Regions from separate parts of the Pan troglodytes genome. Here region 1 is linked to region 2. The links are chromatin contacts, called in public HiChIP or PLAC-seq maps. All regions are on one chromosome and are shown on one strand. The core of a region is the stretch at or near the end of the contact, and the rest is flanking DNA. Distances in the headings are between cores, read along the strand shown.

The links. HiChIP or PLAC-seq counts read pairs in DNA pulled down with a chosen protein or histone mark.
Region 1: an H3K4me3 HiChIP or PLAC-seq map of stem cell-derived excitatory neurons shows a contact between it and region 2, with 6 times the contacts expected there. The contact joins the promoter of PHB1 here to the promoter of RNF227 in region 2. A contact is called at or near these places in 3 of 7 Hi-C or Micro-C datasets (induced pluripotent stem cells and stem cell-derived neural progenitor cells) and 1 of 1 datasets of contacts at active chromatin or transcription factors (stem cell-derived excitatory neurons).

What each region holds. Positions count from the first base shown.
Region 1 is chr19:18,669,075-18,674,637 of NHGRI_mPanTro3-v2.0_pri, forward strand. PHB1 (prohibitin 1) reads left to right here and starts at 1,441. Exons shown (of 7, transcript NM_001246403.1): 1 at 1,441-1,464; 2 at 3,041-3,155; 3 at 4,485-4,646. The coding sequence starts at 3,068.
Region 2 is chr19:18,429,800-18,435,644 of NHGRI_mPanTro3-v2.0_pri, forward strand. It overlaps RNF227 (ring finger protein 227), which reads right to left and starts at 2,676. Exons shown (of 2, transcript XM_529924.8): 1 at 1,756-2,676; 2 at 1-1,654. The coding sequence starts at 2,533. The coding sequence ends at 1,599.

The sequences.
Region 1 (5,563 bases), core at 191-2,690, 240 kb after region 2:
GCCTTGACCTCCCAGGCTCAAGCAATCCTCCCACCTTGGCTCCCGAATAGGTGGAACTACAGGTACATGCCACCACATCCAGGTACTTTTTATTTTTATTTTTGTAGAGACAGGGTTTCACTTTGCTGCCCAGGCTAGTCTCAAACCCCTAGGCTAAAGCAATCCTGTGGCCTTGGCCTCCCGAAGTGCTGGGATTACAGGCGTGACCACCACGCCCAGCCCTCACGTTCTTATTCCTACGTGGGGGCTAAAAGAGTTGATCTTATAGAGGTAAAAACTAGAATGAGAGCTGAGCGCGGTGGCTCACGCCTGTAATCCCACCACTTTGGGAGGCCGAGGCGGGTGGATCACCTAGGTCGGGAGTTCGAGACCAGCCTGACCAACATGGAGAAACCCCGTCTCTACAAAAATACAAAAATTAGCCGGGTGTGGTGGTGCATGCCTGTAATCCCAGCTACTCTGGGAGGGTGAGGCAGGAGAATCGCTTGAACCCGGGAGGCGGAGGTTGCGGTGAGCCGAGATCGCGCCACTGCACTCCAGCCTGGGCAACAAAAGCGAAACTCCATCTCAAAAACAAACAACAAAACAAAACAAAAACAAGAAAATAAACACACACGCACACGGAGGTGGGGCGGCGGAGTGGCGGCAGGGAGGAGGAGGGGAGAGGTAAGAAACAAATGATAAAACAAATGAAGCAAATTGTTAACAATAGGTGAATCTGAACCAAAGTTTAACGTGCGTTCTTTTGCCCTATTCTTGCAACTTTTCCAAATAAAACGTTTCTTTAAAATCATGTCTAGGGGACCTGGATTCCAAGCCGAGCCCCTTTTCTCACTCGGTGCATGACCCTGAATGAATTCCTTCCTCTCGGTTGGTCTCAGTTTTTCAGCACAGATGGTTCTCTCGGGGTCTGGTAATCAACGTCTCACAACTCTGAGGACGTTTGCAGACAGGGCTTTGGAAGGAAGACGGCCCTTCGTTCCCCCAAAGGGTCTCAGCCTGCCGGTGATTTCACCACGACTTCCTCCAGAGTTCCACCTGTCCTCTTCATCAGCCATAAAGTTGCCCCTACTCATTTTTGCCACCAGCTGGACGCCCACCTCCTCTTTCCCGGAGCCCTAAGGCTCTCCTTCCGGCAGTCTTAGCCTCTGTACAGGATAGGCACGTGCATTTAGCCCCAGGAAACTACAGCCCCCAAAAGGCTTTGCGGCAACATCCTCGCGGTGATCACCAAAGAGAAAAAGCTTTTCTCCACGGGCCCACCGCAGCATAGCCTTTTGGGAGTTGTAGTTCATCTGCTAAGAGCCGCAGAACCAGGGTGAGGTTCTAAGCCACCCTTCCCAGAACTCACAGCGCTCTGCCACACCAATAGGAAGCGTGGATCTTGGAAAGCGGGCAGGGCAGAGGAGCGCATGCGCAGTATGTGTGGTTGGGGAATTCATGTGGAGGTCAGAGTGGAAGCAGGTGAGAATGGAGGGGGCGGCAAAGGCCCGTTTCTGGGCATCTCTGCAGTCCTCCTCTGCTCCATGATGGGCACTTTGGGCGAGGAGAGTGCGTGCGTGAGTCCGACTTGTGAGGGAGGGGAGAAGGGGCTGAGCCCGGGACGAGCCAGGGGTTGCTCAGAGTAAGGGAGGTGTCCATGGAGGCAGGGTGAGGAATAATCCAGAAGCTATTAGAAATGTAAAGGGCCGGGTGTCCCAGCCTCAGAGAAGGAAGATTTAAATGCACTGGACGAGATCAGGGTAGTCTCAGGAGTTGAGGTCTGGGAAGTAGGGAGGGAGGATTTGAGACTGGAGCGGGCAACGACGGTGGGGCGGAGCGTTAGAAAGTTAGATGCTGGCGTGATTTCTAGTTAGGTCAGCTGTGCTTATGCCCACCTAGTTAGGTCAACTGTGCTTATGCCCACCCCGCCTCAGCCCCACCCTCCCAGTTATTCCAGAGCTCACTGTCCCTGTGCAGCTAGTTAGAGCCTTTCTCCCAAATGGGTTCTTCAGTTATCTTGGCCCCAGGATGTCATCCAGCTCCTGCTTCCATAAGAAGCATGTCGTTCTTAATACACGATGTTGACAAGCAGTATGGTGAGGAGGTAAGCTGTGTCTGCTAGCATTAGACCTCTGGGTTCTAATTCTGGTTCTACCACTTAGTAACTGCAATCTCGGCTTCTCATGTAACCTCTCTGTGTGCCTCTGTTTCCTCTGTAGTAATATGCTTCATAGGGTAATTGTGAGAAGTAAATAAATTGCTTTTATTAGGCTACCTGATATAAGTGTTAGCTGTTACGGTTACTTTTTTTGTTGGCATCAACATGTAGCACATTTTTTTTAAGTTATTTTTTCAAACCATAATTGCACCAATCTAACCTCACAGCCTCTTTTTGGGGGCCTACTTGTCCAGGAAATGAGAGGGTGGTTTAGTGTGGTGCTAAGTTTTCTGTGGATTTCAAGCCCATGCATTGTTTTCATTATTGAACCAAGTGTCCCAGACACCTTACTTTAAATGGTTGAGAAAAAAAGAGAAATCAGCCAGGCATGGTAGCTCATGCCTGTAATCCCAACACTTGGGAGGCCGAGGCAGGGGGATCACTTGAGCCCAGGAGTTCGAGACCACCTGGGGCAACGTAGCAAGACCCCATCTCTGCAAAACATGAACAAAATTAGCCGGGCATGGTGGCACACTTCTGTGGTCCCAGCTACTTGGGAGGTTGAGGTGAGAAGATTGCTTGAGCCTGGGAGGTCGAGGCTTCAGTGAGCTGAGATTGCGCCACTGCACTCCAGCCTGGGTGACAGAGCAAGACCCTGTCTCCAAAAAAAAAAAAAAGAAAGAAAGAAAAGAAACTGAAAAAAAAAAAAGCAGAAGAATTGATAGTACACTTTCCAAGCTATAAAGCATTATTTATTAGATATCCTTCAATGGATGATTTAGCACTTTCAGGAATGGGGAAATAAATAGCCAGGTTGAAAAGTGACTGTTGTGTGTCAGAGAGGGCCTTCTCTGAGGATTTGGCATCAAGTTTGATTGTATTTTGTTTTTATCCCCTTAGGTGTGAGAGGGTCCAGCAGAAGGAAACATGGCTGCCAAAGTGTTTGAGTCCATTGGCAAGTTTGGCCTGGCCTTAGCTGTTGCAGGAGGCGTGGTGAACTCTGCCTTATATAATGGTGAGGCATGGAGGGACAGTGGGTCACTGCACTTTCCTAGGAGTTTTCTGTTGGTCTGCATAGCCCATGTGACACTCTTGATGGTAGCTGCTGTCAGTGAATGTGTTTGTGGCCAAGAGGGCTCACCTCCTGCCATTTCATACCATAGGACTGCATTGTTATCAGAGCCCCTGACCTTTCAGTCATAGGTTCTCTCAGAGCCTGTATTCAAAAAGAGCTTCCCAGCCCACTTCCTAGTTGGATGTGTCCAGTGGCTCCTGTCAAGGTGAAGTGAAGCCGCACCACCCAAATGCTGCCGCACAGTGTCTGGATTTCCCTGGCTATCTGAAATGGAGATCTCATTTGTTCTCCTCTGCTTGCATGTGGAATAACAGCAAAGGCTGCAGATCTGTTTGGGTGACCTTGTCCCGAACAGGAGCTTTTGCTGTGCTGAATTCGGGTAGTTTCAGAGAAAGTATCTTTGAGATGCATTGCCCAGCTTTTAACAGTGTAGGAGGGAGGTTAAGCTGGCTTTTCTTCCACTTTACTGTGGAAGCTTCCTCATTGGTCAAGCAATGGATTTGACCTGACTTTATCTGTAGGACCCCCTTTAATTCTGACACTTTCACATGCTGCAAAGCAGCAATAGATTGACCCATCCGGTGTGTGGCTGGCTGACAAGAGGAGCTTTACTTTTAGAGTGAAGATATTTGGACCAATGATAAAGTTCAGAGAGGCAGCTGATTAGAAAAGCCTGCTTGGCTTATATGACACATCTTAGCAATACTGTGATCCTTTTGGCCACATCTGCAACTAGACAGAAATTGCCATCATAAATTTCTCTCTGTGCCAAGACAGCTCTATAACCCCTTAAAACTTTAGCGAAACAGAGCTATTAGGAAGAAAGAGTAGGCTCTTTGAAATGTAGGATTCCCATAATGAGGGTACTACTTCTGGGAGCACTAGGTTAAATTGGAGCCCGATGGATATGTGGTAACTGGGCAGACCTCATTGAGTTTTAGAAGTTTTGGTAGATGATTCCTGGAAATATGTTGGTGGGAGTTCAGGGATAGAATGGTCATTCAGAAAATCAACAGCCAGTTCCCTCAAGGAGAAAGGATGCTAAGGAACAGGTCCTATTACCAATCCTTGGGGACATGTGGAACAGGAAGTGACTGCTTAGTTTTGCAGCTATTTAGAAGTCTCTAGAGACCAGGAATTGGGGAAGACAGAGAGAAGAGGGGAGACTTAATAAGTGAACAGAAAGCACCAGGGCTCTTTCAAAGACATGATCCTTTTGTTTAAAGGATGAGAGGATTTTTATGACATGTCATTGTCCTTTCTTCCTAGTGGATGCTGGGCACAGAGCTGTCATCTTTGACCGATTCCGTGGAGTGCAGGACATTGTGGTAGGGGAAGGGACTCATTTTCTCATCCCATGGGTACAGAAACCAATTATCTTTGACTGCCGTTCTCGACCACGTAATGTGCCAGTCATCACTGGTAGCAAAGGTGAGTCTTGCCTATGGTTCAGGTAAAGTAGGGAGTGTGGAAGAGGTGCTCTGTTCTTCTGTGTCGCAGGAGCATCTGTGGGATACCAGGATCCAAAAGAGTTTGAACTGTACATCATAGGAATGACTAGACTACTTGCCCTGGAGAGCTTGATACGGAATCTTAGAAATACCCACTTATGACTGGGTGCGGTGGCTCATGCCTGTAATCCTAGCACTTTGGGAGGCTGAGGCAGGTGGATCACCTGAGGTCAGGAGTTCAAGACCAGCCTGGCCAATGTGGTGAAACCCCATCTCTCCTAAAAATACAAAAATTAGCTGGTGGTGGGGGGGTGCCTGTAATCCCAGCTACTTGAGAGGCTGAGGCAGGAGAATTGCTTGAGCCTTGGGGGGCGGAGGTTGCAGTGAGCTAAGATCGTGCCACTTCACTGCAGCCTGGGCAACAGAGTGAGACTCTGTCTCAAAAAAAAAAAAAAAAAAAGCCTGCTTCTAATCTTCCCATCTCTTTGGAATTTCTTTCCGTACTGTTTTGCGGTTGTTTTCAGGATACATGATGTACCTATTTCTAAAACTATTGATAGGAGCTTCCAGAGATCAGGGAGTTGTAGGTATTAATACATTGCCCACCTCTCTTGGTGCCCAGTTAAGGGCTGTCTCATGGGCGCTTGGTCCATATTGTTGACATCTGTAAGCAAGCCGTGACAGTGCTTTGGCTCCGGGCAGGCCTGAATTGTCCAGGGGAAAGTATAATTCTCTCCCTGGATCCTTTAAATGGTCCAAGTAATGAGAAGCAGAACATAGGATCGGTCTGTTAACCCCTTATATGTGTTACACATTTGACAGAGTGCTTTTATGTCTCTTTTCTCCTTCAGTTTTCCCCAACATTTCCGCAAGGCCCAGAAAGCAAATGAAATTGTC
Region 2 (5,845 bases), core at 1,426-3,925:
ACAAAAAAATTAGCCAGGCGTGGTGGCGGGTGCCTGTAGTCCCAGCTACTTGGGAGGCTGAGGCAGGAGAATGGCGTGAACCCAGGAGGCAGAGCTTGCAGTGAGCCCAGATCACACCACTGCACTCCAGTCTGGGCAACAGAGCAAGACTCCATCTCAAAAAAAAAAAAAAAAAAAAACAACTTTGGATAAAATAATCTATCAGTCATACCTATTATGCTTTAAATATTCTACCTACAGATGGTGGTATCCTAAAGAGTGTAGGATCTAGACCAATGGTACTTAAATTTTCACATGCGCACACATCACCTGGGATTGTTAAAATGCCAGAGTCTGGCCCGGCGCGGTGGCTCACTCCTATAATCCCAGCACTTTGGGAGGCCAAGGTGGGCGCATCACCTGAGGTCAGGAGTTTTGAGACCAGCCTGACAAACATGGTGAAACCCCATCTCTACTAAAAATACAAAAATTAGCCAGGTGTGGTGGCAGGCGCCTGTAATCCCAGCTACTCCGGAGGATGAGGCAGGAGAATCGCTTGAACCTGGGAGGCGGAGGCTGCAGTGAGCCGAGATCACGCCACTGCACTCCAGCCTGGGCGACACAGTGAGACTCTGGCTCAAAACAAAAACAAAAAACCAAAAAACCCTGCCAGAGTCTGATTCAGGAAGTCTGGAGTGGGATCCTAGAGTGAGACTGTGCACTTCCGTTGACAGTACACCAACACTGCTGGTCCTTGACTATGACTTTATGGTCATAAGATACTTACAGGATTCTAAAATAGAATACATGGCATATATACAACAGGTGATGTCCCATTATGGGACACAAATTTTAAAGACACTTAAAATTGTATAAGTATCTTTTCAGTAGCGCTAGTGTGTTCCCGTGACTGTAAAGATAACACAGATAATAGCAAAAGTTTGAAATATGATGCCTTTCAAATGGCTCTCCCTTCCTACTTTGATAGGCTCTAATTAGGTGCCTCACATAAATGCCCTTTGGAATTTCTGATACCTGCCCTAGCAGGTTGAAGGGAGATTCTGAAATGAAGCAAGGCTCCTAATCATAGTCACAGGCAGGGAGCCATCTCAATTTCTGGAACACAGAACTGGGAGTGGGGAGACAGCAGGCATACCAGCACCCTTACATGCCAGAGAAGTGAGATTAACATGACGCGAAAATTAGCCTCTTCTCTCCCGTTCCATCTTAAAAAAAAAAAAAAATTCAAACCATTGACAAAGAATTGCTAAAATGGGACCTGTTGCTCCCACACACCAGAGCCACCCTGGACAAAAGCCAAAGTCCCAGCTAAGAAAACAGTCTGTCTTCTTCCCACGGTAACGTAGGCTTTGTTTATATCATCCCTTGGCCACTCCATCCTGAAAATGTAAGACTGGCACAGTCAGTAGATGGGGGCGAGTTCGTCTAGGAGCCTCCCCAACTCAGCATCAACACCTCCCTGGGCGTTCCCTCCTGCCTTCGGCTCATCTCTCTCATCACATGCCAATCCTGGGATCTGAGAGAGAGTAGTCTTGACATCAGCCCCCGCGAGGCTGCAGCTCCCACCTTCCTTCGGCTGTAGCTTCCGAGTTCCTCGGTTACAACGTGCAACGGGTCAGGTGGCCAATGTCCTTGATCTCCGGACAGTAGAGCACTGGGGGAAAGAAGAAGGGTTAGTGGCAGCAGGAGCATGCCAACGAACCTCGGTATTCCTCGGCGCTCTCTCCCCTGCTTCCTCCCCGGGCAGCCCCTCACCGTTGCTAGGCAGCGGACGCCGCCAGCGCCGCGCAGGCGCCAGGACCCTGTCCCAGAGCCGCCGGAGCGCGCGCCACCCAGCACTCCTAGGCCCCGCCCCCTTCTCGCTCTCCCCTTCTTCCTCTGCCTCTCTGTCAGCGTCGCTGCTTTCCTTGGCCGGGTTCCCAGCCTCATCTCGTTCGCACTTGGCCCGCGCTTTTTCCTCCAATCGCGACCACAAGTCCGAGTCAAGAGCCATCTCCGTGAGGCCGCCGCGAGGGAGCTGCGAGGGCGCGCGGCAGAAGGGGCACGTGACCACGCGGCGCAGGCGCACCACGCGCGCGGCCGCCCCGCCGCCGTCCCCGCGCGCCGCCAGCTCGCGGAGGCAGGCGGTGCAGATCGTGTGGCCGCAGCGGGCGCGCGCCGTTCCGGGCAGGCGGCGGGGCGCGCGGCACCCGAGGTTGAAAGGACGGTAGCAGATGTTGCAGTCCAGCTCGCCCCGCTCCGGAAGAGAGGGTACCCTCACCAAGAGCTGCATCGTGCCCGCCGCGGACTCGAGGACGTCGCTAACGCGGCCAGCTCCGTGAACAGAACGAGCAGATTCTCCTGGGGCCGGGTCGGGTCCTGGGGCCGGCGCCGCGGCCTCTTTCCCCTTTAAATAGGGGAATAAGTGAGGCCCCACCCTTCGAAGCGTCACGCCTTGATCGGGCCGCTCCCTGTGGCGGCACGTGTGGGGGCGGTGGAGGCTTGAGGCCGGGAATGACAGCGATGATGGAGTCGGGGAGGCGGCCCAGGCCATGCCAGGACCGGAGCCCTGGGGGCCAAAGCACCCATTCCTCCCTACTCCCGGGGGAGCGGGGTGGGGCTTTCCTTCTTCCCCCAACGCAACGCCAGCGCTCCTTAACTCTACCAGGTACAAAGCCCCGGGTCTCTCTCTGCGCCTGAGCCCTCAGTCACTGGCACAAGTCTCTAAAGCCCCCTCCGCCTATTCAGTTGCTCGCAGTTAGTTTCACAATCCCACCCAAACAGTTTCCAAACACGGCCCATTCTGCCCAACCTTTAGTGGTCCCTGGGCCTTTGAATCGATTTTGCCCTCAGTTCTCATTATAGATGACCTCTCTGTGTTGTTTGTAAGGCTGGCTTCCTAAACTTCATTCTCCCCAAACTGCTTAACTCTCAGCTGGTATCTCAGCCTAAGGAGGGACCTAGATTCCAGGACCATGGCTTTAGGAATGCTGGGAATCCTTTCCTTCCGGAGGCCTGGACACCCACACATCGTGATGGCCCCAGCAAAGCTCCCCAGCGTAAGTTCTGACTCAGGGGTCTGACTTCTCCCACTGGTAAACAGGACATGGTACTCACAACCCACATTCCCCTCATGGTGCCACACCCACACACAGCTGCCTCCTCACCCTCCTCTCCTGGACCTGCAGCCCAGGTTCTGTTACGGAGGGTGATAACACAGTCTAGAGCCAGCTGGCTTGAGTTCAGATCCTAGCTTCCACCACTTACTAGTTGTGACACTTTGAGCAAGTTACTTAATTTCTCTGGGCCTTGGTTTCCTAGTTTTAAAAATGTGGATAATAATAATGAGGACTGAATGAACTTATATGTGTAAGGTGCTTCAAATGGTGTCCAGTACACAGTAAAACACCAGGTAAGTACTATATTAGCTACTATTGTTATCCTGTGCCCCCAGCCTATACTGAATTCACATTAACTTCTGAGTACCCAACATTTTCTTTTTTTTCTTTTTTTTTTTTGAGACGGAGTCTTGCTGTGTTGCCCAGGCTGGAGTGCAGTGGCACCATCTCGGCTCACTGCAAGCTCCGCCTCCCGGGTTCATGCCATTCTCCTGCCTCAGCCTCCCGAGTAGCTGGGACTACAGGCGCCCACCACCACGCCCAGCTAATTTTTTGTATTTTTAGTAGAGACGGGGTTTCAATGTGTTAGCCAGGATGGTCTCGATCTCCTGACCTGGTGATCCGCCTGCCTCGGCCTCTCAAAGTGCTGGGATTACAGGCATGAGCCACCGCGCCCGGCCAGTACCCAACATTTTCAACACCCATCCATCTTGACCAATATGTGCATGATGAGCTTCTCCACACCCATGGCATTTACCAGCTATCACAGGCAATGCAAAGCTGGTTTTTTAACCTAAATTGTTAAAACCTAGAGGGTAATCTCTTTTGAGGAGATATACCATCATTTTTAAGCAAACATTTCAGAACTTTTGAATGGTATTGTCTGTGATCATGGGAGAAGCTGTCTACTTATTACAGTGATGCTGTCACAATTCAAAACTTTTTGGTCTTAAAAAAGGACTGGTAGGGCCAGGCATGGTGGCTCTTGCCTGTAATCCCAGCATTTTGGGAGGCCGAGGTGGGTGGATCACTTGAGGTCAGGAGTTCAAGACCAGCCTGGCCAAATGGTGAAACCCCATCTCTACTAAAAATACAAAAGTTAGCCGGGGGTGGTGGCTCACACCTGTAGTCCCAGCTATTTGGGAGGCTGAGGCACGAGAATTGCTTGAACCTGGGAGGTGGAGGTTGCAGTGAGCCGAGATCACGCCACTGCACTCCAGACTGAGCAACAGAATGAGACTCGGTCTCAAAAAAAAAAAAAAAAAAAAAAAAAGGGGGGGGACTGGTAGGTATCTATTGTTAATAAATACATGATGGGCCGAGTGTGGTGGCTTACGCCTGTAATCCCAGCACTTTGGGAGGCTGAGACGGGCAGATTGCCTAAGCTTAGGAGTTCACGACCAGCCTGGGCAACACAGGGAAACCCTGTCTCTACTAAAATACAAAAAATTAGCTGGGCGTGGCGGCGTGCACCTGTAGTCCCAGCTACTCAGGAGGCTGAGGTGGGAGAATTGCTTGAGGCTGAGGTGGGAGAATTGCTTGAACCCAGGAGACAGAGATTGCAGTGAGCTGAGATCGTGCCAGTGTACTGCAGCCTGGGTGACAGGGTGAGACTCTATCTCAAAAAAAAAAAAAACTTTTAATGTGGTGGTAGATTAATGGTGGCCCCAAATTCCTTTGCAATGTGACTTTGCTGCATCTCACATCAAGAATTGGGGTCTCTTTCTCTATCCCTTGAATCTGGGCTGGTCTTGTAACTAGTTTTGACCAATAGATGTGGCAGAAGTGATGTGTGAGTTCTGGAACCTAGTCCTTCAGAGGCCTTGTAGCTTCTGCCTTTGTCCCCTTGGAACACTCCCTGAGACCACCATGTGAGGATGAGGCCACACGGAGGAGCGCCAGCCAACAACCAGACATGCTGGTGAGGCCATTTTGCATTTTCCTGCTTGGCTCACCTGCTATTTGAGTGCAGCCACGTGAGTTGAGCCTAGGTGAAAACAGCAAAGGAACTCCCAGCAAGCCCACAGAATCGTGAAAAAGAACAGTTTTTAAAAGTTATTTCTACTGAGTGTGGTGGCTCACACCTGTAATCCTAGCACTTTGGGAGGCCAAGATGGAAGGATAACTTGAGCTCGGGAATTTGAGATCAGCCTGGGAATCGTGGTGAGACCCCATCATTACAAAAAAAAAAGAAAAAAGCCAGGCTCAGTGGTGCACATCGTCCCAGCTACTCAGTAGGCTGAGGTGGGAGGATCACTTGAGCCTCAGGACTTCCAAGCTGCACTGAGCCGTGATCATGTCAGTGCACTCCAGCCTGGGTGACAGAGCGAGACCCCCGCCTCTTAAAAATAAATAAAAAGTGGCTGGGCGCGGTGGCTCACGCCTGTAATCCCAGCACTTTGGGAGGCCGAGGCAGGCAGATCACAAGATCAAGAGATCAAGACCCTCCTGGACAACAAGGTGAAATCCCGTCTCTACTAAAAAAACAAAAATTAGCTGGGCGTGGTGGCACGTATCTGTAATCCCAGCTACTGGGGAGGCTGAGGCAGGAGAATTGCTTGAACTAGGGAGTCGGAGGTTGCAGTGAGCCAAGATTGCCACTGCACTCCAGTCTGGCGACAGAGCGAGACTCCATCTCTAAATAAATAAATAAATAAATAAATAAATAAATAAATAAATACATGGTGGCTGGGTGTGGTGGCTCACGCCTGTAATCCCAGCACTTTGGGAGGCCGAGGCAGGTGGAT